2 separate regions of the Sus scrofa genome follow, and region 2 is linked to region 1. The links are chromatin contacts, called in public HiChIP or PLAC-seq maps. All regions are on one chromosome and are shown on one strand. Each heading gives the region's core, a stretch centred on a gene start, on an enhancer-like site or on the middle of the called end of the contact. The rest is flanking DNA. Distances are from core to core; before and after follow the strand shown.

Region 1 (3,337 bases), core at 337-2,836:
GATTCCTAGAACTTACTGTTCTTGGAACTGAAAATTTGTACCCTTTGACTAATAAGTCTCCATTTTTCCCACCCCTCAGCCCCTAGAAATCACCATTCTACCCTTTGAATTTTCTGTTTTTAAATTCTACATATGAGTTATTTTGCACAATGTTTGTCTTTCTCTAACTTATTTCACTTAGTATGATGCCTTCAAGTTCTTTTCATGCTGTCACAAATGGCAGGATCTCCTTCTTTTTGTAGCCAAATAAAATACCACTTATAGGTGTTCCTGTTGTTGCTCACTGGGTCGTAAAATTTTCTCCATGAGGATGCAGGTTGAGTCCCTGGCCTTGCCAGTGGGTTAAGGATCCAGTGTTGCAAAGAGCTATGGCATTGGTCACAGCTGTGGTTCAGATCTGGTGTTGGCTGTGGCATAGGCCCCAACTACAGCTCCAATTCAACCCCTGGCCTGAGAACCTCCATATGCTGTAGGTGCAGCCATTTAAAAAAAGAAAAATACGCCATTTATCGATAGGCCATATTATTTTCTTTCATTTGTCATTGGACACGTAAGCTGTTTCTGTGTCTTGGTTATTGTGGATAATGCTACAATTAACATGAAATGAAGATATCTCTTTGAGATAATCATTTCTTTTTTATCAGATGTATACTTAGAAGTGGGATTGCTGAATCATATGGTAATTCTATTTACAATTTTTTGAGGAACCTCCGTACTGTTTTCTACAGTGGCTGCATCAAGTTACATGTAGGTTGATATAGACTCTCTTAAGCTTTCATTCCAAGGTCTATGGTAAATCTCAGAGAATTCAAAACATGGGTTACTCACAAGTGGTTTCTGCATACCTGTGGGTGGTATGAACTGTTTTTAGAGGGTTGACTACTCATCCTGCAATGATATGATATAAGCTGTCCCAGCATATGTTCAGCCATGTCTGTAAATCCACACTTTTCAGAAATATACTTAAGGAAGACACATGAAAAGTCCCTCTTGATAGAGTGATCCTCCACCAAATTCAACTCTTTCCAAAGAAACCTCTCATTCAGAGTCCATGCTTGGTTGGAAAGGAAACATATGTTAAATGTGTAAAGAAAACACGTTCTCCATATCTTCTCTAGGAAGCCTATTCCTTTTTCACTATTAAAGCTCCATCTGTCCCTAGTATTGACAGTGGGCTCACTACTATCCTTTTTAATCCAGACTTCTGGCTCACCCCAGATCCAAATCCTCCTGCTTCTCCTCATAATAAGTAGGAGCTATTCCCTTAAGTGCCACCATTAACGGATGTCAAGTTTGTATTGTTCCTCACCAACAGAAGGTACTGGGGAGTATTATCAAACATGTAAACACAATAGGATGTAGTACTCTGCCCTAGAGTTTCCATTCTCTCCCTTACCCCATGCAGTTTGAGCCAGCAGAAAGCTCAGCATTTTTACTGTGCAAAAATTTAAATATTTGAATCACTCCTACTAACTGCTCCTCTGGACTGGCTATTGCCAGCCCCGAAGGGTAAGTGAAACGTTTGAGGAAGTCATTAAAAGTGCAGTGGACTTTCAGACCCTCAGTTGATTTTCTTCCAGCTGAGCCGGGACCATGGAGACAGAGTGCACAGCATTGGACAGGAAGCCAAGCTTAGCTAGGTAGCAGAGAGGTCTTAGATAAAGCAAACAAACCAGGGCTTTGTGAGGTGACAAAAAGGAAATGAGCAAAGTCACACCCTCAGCCCATCAACCAACAGTCTAGTGAGCAGGAAACAAAGCCACAAGACCAGTGGCCCCCAATGGTGAGAATATACTGCACAGGTGATCAGGGGAGAGCTAGACTTAAGTTCTGTCCTTTTAGTCACTTTGATGTATTCTAATTGCCTAGAGGTCTGTTCTAAGAAAATGAGGGAAGGGCCTTCTTACTTTTGAACTTACAGCGAACATAGTATGTGACTTGCTGAAGCTCTTTTTAAAAATAACATGAATCTGATCTTAGAAGGTATTCTTTGATATGAATAGAGAAATCTTTAGGTTTCTGTTAACAGTGCTATTTATTTTAGAAGCAGAAATTATGAAAGACAACTTAAAGATTTAGCATTCTTCCTGGATTCTTTTCGTTGTTTGGCAAAGATAAACCCAAGCCTTTTGAAGTTGACTACTTTTTTTCCCAGTTCTCAAAATGTAGAAGACTTTGTTGATAATGAGGACCATGATGAAATTTTGAACCAGAATGTTTCTTGAATATTTAATAATATCTAAACAATAAGGAAATTGCATCTAATCTATATATTAAGGACTTTAGAATATAAATGTTACATAAAGCAAAGAAATAGAATAATTTACAAACCATTAAAAGTTAAATTACAGAATAAATATTTTTGCCATGGACATATGGGGAGGATGGTTGTGTGTGTGTGTGTGTGTGTGTGTGTGTTTAAAAATAAAATTGAATGTGTGTATGATGTTTCATGAAGGACACAAGAAGATCTATTTGGAGTGTTAGCAAAGGATAGTAGCCAAGACATCCTCAATCCCCAGAAGGAATTTAATTAAGGAAAAAAGATAGGAAAGAGTATAGTGTATGTGGAGAGAGAATGAAAAAAATCTGTCTGGGCAAAGTAGACTGCACATATTAGGGAGCAATGAAAAAACATCCTATCGTCAGGTAATCCCAGACTTATATATATATGGCCGAAGAACTTGAAATTGATAGGTCAAGAGGATATTATCGTTTCTGTAACCAAGGTTGACACAATGGACAGGATGTTTTAGGAAGCCATGCACATTAGATCTGAGAAAAGGTGAGTTAATTTATGCATATTAGTCATAAGGCAAAATCCATAAATCAGGCATGTTATCATAAAAATCTAATAGCTGGATAACTGAAAAGGAAACAAAAGGGTGCATTTGGGAAACTTGAGAAAGGAAGAAACCTAAGTCTCTGATAGACTGGATATAGAAGAATAAGACAAACATGATCAAATATAACTCCAACAATCCTTGGCCTATGCAATACTACTAGAAAACTACTAAGAAGAATTGGAGAAGCTGAGAAATGGAGCCTTGAGTAAGGGCTAGGAGGGTGCTGTTCTGATTTATTTTTCATATCTACTATAATTCAAAGCAATAACTTTGGCGTTAAAAAAAGGAACATTGTAGTTCTGAGGAGCTTTTAATGCAGCTGAGCAAACATGCAAGGCAGACTGCTGAATGAAACAAACACAAAACTAAATGTAAAAATCATGATAATGAATACATTATATTTTTATCACTGATAGAACTGAAAATAAGGAATAACACAGGAAGTGGGGGCAGTGGACTAAAATGTCACAACTGGAAAGCAGGATGCGGAC
Region 2 (3,633 bases), core at 758-3,257, 210 kb after region 1:
GAGAGACCCTTGTGGTCTGCTTTGACTAGGATATTGGCTTCAAATCCTGAGGTTCCTTGAGACCCTTTTGGAGCTGTAAAGGTTTTCATAATACTAAGCCATTATTTGCCATTTTCATGTTGACATTTGCACTGATGGTGCCAAGCAATGTGAGATAAAAATGTATGGTCCTTTAGTATAAATTAATGCAGTATCACCAAATTGTCTCAATAGTTACTGTGTTTATCACTGCCATACACTTGTGGAGAAAAAAAGCCAGTTTTAGTTGAAAGTGAGTTTGATGAAGCAGTGAAAATTATTAATTTTATTAAGTTGGAATCCTTGAGTGTATGTCTTTTTACCATTCTGTGTGTAGAAATTGAAAATGCACATAATGCTGCCTCCCTAAGTACATTTTCTTGAAAAGCAATTGTGAGCTGAATTAACCATGTCTTTTATGGCACACCATTTTACTATAAAGAATGACACACTGTGGTTAGTCAGACCTGAGTATTTGACAGACATTTTCCTGGGAAAAGAACAAAGTGAACCTCTCATTTTAAGGGAACTAACCAATGATATTTGGTGCTTTTAAGCAAACATTGAGCTTTCATGTAAACATTAGAATTTTAGAACCCTTGTTATCTGCAACTTTAGCTTCCTAAATACATAGTGACTTTAGGATGATATATTTTTTTCTGGGCGAAGATTTATTATGGAACTGTTAAACTCTTTAACACTTTTTTTCAAAATAGAATTATTTTGGAGCTCCCGTCGTGGCACAGCAAAAACAAATCCAGCTAGGAACCATGAGGTTTCGGGTTCAAGCCCTGGCCTCGCTCAGTTGGTTAAGGATCTGGTGGTGGTGTGAGCTGTGGTGTAGGTCGCAGATGCGGCTCGGATCCTGTGTTGCTGTGGTTGTGGTGTAGGCTGGCACTGATTAGACTCCTAGCCTGGAAACCTCCGTACGTCATGGGTACGGCCCTAAAAAGCAAAAAAGAAAATAAAACAAAAAAAAGAATTATTTGGATGAAGCATTACTTATTATAAGCTTTGTATACCTTTACATGCTACACTCAGTTATGGACTATATGTAGTTTAACAAATATTTTTGTAGCTTATTTTTTCCAGAGGGAAAAATCATTTGTGAGGAATTATTTCTATGCTTCAAGACAAAGTGGCATGTTTATATTTAAATTACTAATATATTTAAAAGAACAAATCTATTGTTGTAAGGTGTAAATTAAAAAATCATAGTTCATACTCTTTTCTGGGGCTAAGAAAAATGTCAGTTGATAAGCATCTCAAAAAATTCAGGTCAGTATTTCACTATACCATTTATTTGAAATCCGTAAACTACAATATAGATACTCTTCACGTGTCTAACTAATTAATAGCTAATAGCTAGAATTAGCAAGAGACATGGTATTTCACTAAAACAAAACAAAACAAAAATTAGAGCTTTTATGCTGAACCCTAGAACAAATCTGTGGCCAGTTAGAAAGGATATAAGATACACATGCAGTGTTTTTATTTCTGGAAGAAAAACTCATCAGAGCCAGGGTCAGATCACTTTTTTGAAAACAGTGCTTACCTTTTCTTCAAGGTTACACTTATTACCTGAAAAGAGTCTTGACACCCGCATTAGTGTTGCTAACAGCTCTCCTAATGATACTGATGGTTGTTGGAGGTTCCTAAAATCACCTCAGATTTGGTGTTTTCTAGAAGGAAAAACATAACTCAGCAAAGGTGTTACACACAGTTAATAGTTTATTGTGAAAAGACAGATTAAAATCAGCGAAGAAAGTGCGTAGGGCAGAGTCCAGGAGAGACGAGATGCAAGCTTCTAATTGTCTTCTCTCAGTGGAGTCATGCAGATAGTGCTTAATTCTCCCATCAACAATATGGGACAGCACGTATGAAGTATTACCAATCAGGAAAGCTCACCTGAGCCTTGGTGTTCAGAAATTTTATTGAGATTTCGTCATGTCGGCCTAGTGCCCCCTGGTGGCCTACATTAGTTACTTCATCCGTTTGACTTCAAAGAGTTCTAAGTCCCCCACCATAAATCTTATTATCATGAACAGTCTAGCATGGCCCAGGGTTCTCAGTAAACAAAGCCACTCTTATTTCCAGAATATTTCAAAGGCTTAGATGTTTTCTCTTAGGAGCTGGGGAAGGGCCAGATATGCAGCTTAGACAACCAAGGCCTACTTTACTGTGTAGCGGTGATATGAATAATGTGATATCTTGATATTATAAAATAAAACATGTTAACCCTTAGAACATCTTTATAACTCAGTGAACCAGTATGGCCAAGTGCCTATTGCATGATACTACAAAATATGCACAAATAAATGGTACATTAATGAATTCTAATAAGAGTATGGAACATTTATAAGTGTGGTTGGATTCTACATTTTATCTAACTTTTAAGTAGCTACGTTGAGTAACAGTTTTCATATACCATGATCAAAACAATATACAGCAACTGACTGAATTCTGAAACAGATATGAGGGAGTTCCTGTTGTGGCACAGCAGAAATGAATCTGACAAGGAACCATGAGGTTGCGGGTTCCATCCCTGGCCTCGCTCAGTGGGTTAAGAATCTGGAGTTGCTGTGAGCTGTGGTGTAGATTACAAACATGGCTCAGATCTGGTGTTGCTGTGGCTGTGGCATAGGCTGGCAACTAAAGCTCTGATTGAACCTGTAGCCTGGGAACCTCCATATGCAGCCCTAAAAAGCCAAAAAGAAAAAAAGAAAAAAAAAGAAACAGATATGAGAATTCAGATATGAGAATTCAGCTGTAATTTTTTGAAATTTATTATCATCTTATGTAAAGAATGTTTTCTATACCGACAATAGTAACTAATATGTTAATTTAAAATTAATAGTAAATGTTTAGAATGTTCACAGTTTTTGATTTCTATTAATGATAATGTTGATAGACACAACCTACATAAACACATTTCTCTGAGATCTAGTAATTTTTTAAATATCTCAAAGCACCTAGAGACCAAAAAACTGGTCTAGAAGTAATAGAAGGATGAGATGAACAGCTAAACTAAGGGAAGGGTAGGGTAGGCCTGTAACTGGAATCTCAGAGATAACTCCAGCCAGGAATTTGAATGTTATCATTAATCTTCATTTCCATCTCTTTATCTGTTTAGAGCTGTTACCTTCATTCTTTCTTACTATAAACTGACTCATCTAAGGGGAAATGTAACAGAGAAGCAAAAACCCTTTCTTTAACTTTGCATCCTATAGCTTTTGCCATCAGAAAAGGACCAACTCTCAGTTTCAGTGTGGAAAAATATACTTGAAAAGAATATTTGACTCACTATGGAATGATCAATTTTGACTAGGCCAGATTCTTCAAAGAAAAGGACACCTTCCTCAGAAGCCATGTTTTTGGAAATTGAGGAGAAAGCGTTCCCAGAGGCTGGTGTGAGTGTGAGTGTTTTTTTTCTGAATGGAATGGGTGTTGAATAGGCAACTCCCAAATCAGCATCTTTTGAGTGTAGGCAAGTTGTATAGGTTGCCAATATTATGGGAGTTCACAGTAGGGGAAGATGGGGTGTCTAGATGGGGGAACTGATTTTTCTACTCACTATTTCTACTGAGAAAACTGATGTGAACACAACGCATTATA

What was found. HiChIP or PLAC-seq counts read pairs in DNA pulled down with a chosen protein or histone mark.
Region 2: a contact with region 1 is called in an H3K27ac HiChIP or PLAC-seq map of alveolar macrophages. The contact joins two enhancer-like sites. A contact is called at or near these places in 10 of 47 Hi-C or Micro-C datasets (adipocytes, alveolar macrophages, embryonic fibroblasts and 6 more) and 1 of 2 datasets of contacts at active chromatin or transcription factors (alveolar macrophages).

The regions. Positions count from the first base shown.
Region 1 is chr2:94,710,470-94,713,806 of Sscrofa11.1, forward strand. No RefSeq gene overlaps it. Among named protein-coding and RNA genes, the nearest start is that of RASA1, 170 kb to the right of the region's middle. Within about 2 kb of position 1,587, at least 14 of the 83 cell types and tissues checked have an H3K27ac peak or open chromatin away from gene starts, as enhancers often do. A contact at or near this core is called in alveolar macrophages, where this site is marked.
Region 2 is chr2:94,915,939-94,919,571 of Sscrofa11.1, forward strand. All of the region lies in intron 1 of RASA1 (ras GTPase-activating protein 1), which reads left to right. Among named protein-coding and RNA genes, the nearest start is that of RASA1, 38 kb to the left of the region's middle. Within about 2 kb of position 2,008, at least 5 of the 83 cell types and tissues checked have an H3K27ac peak or open chromatin away from gene starts, as enhancers often do. A contact at or near this core is called in alveolar macrophages, where this site is marked.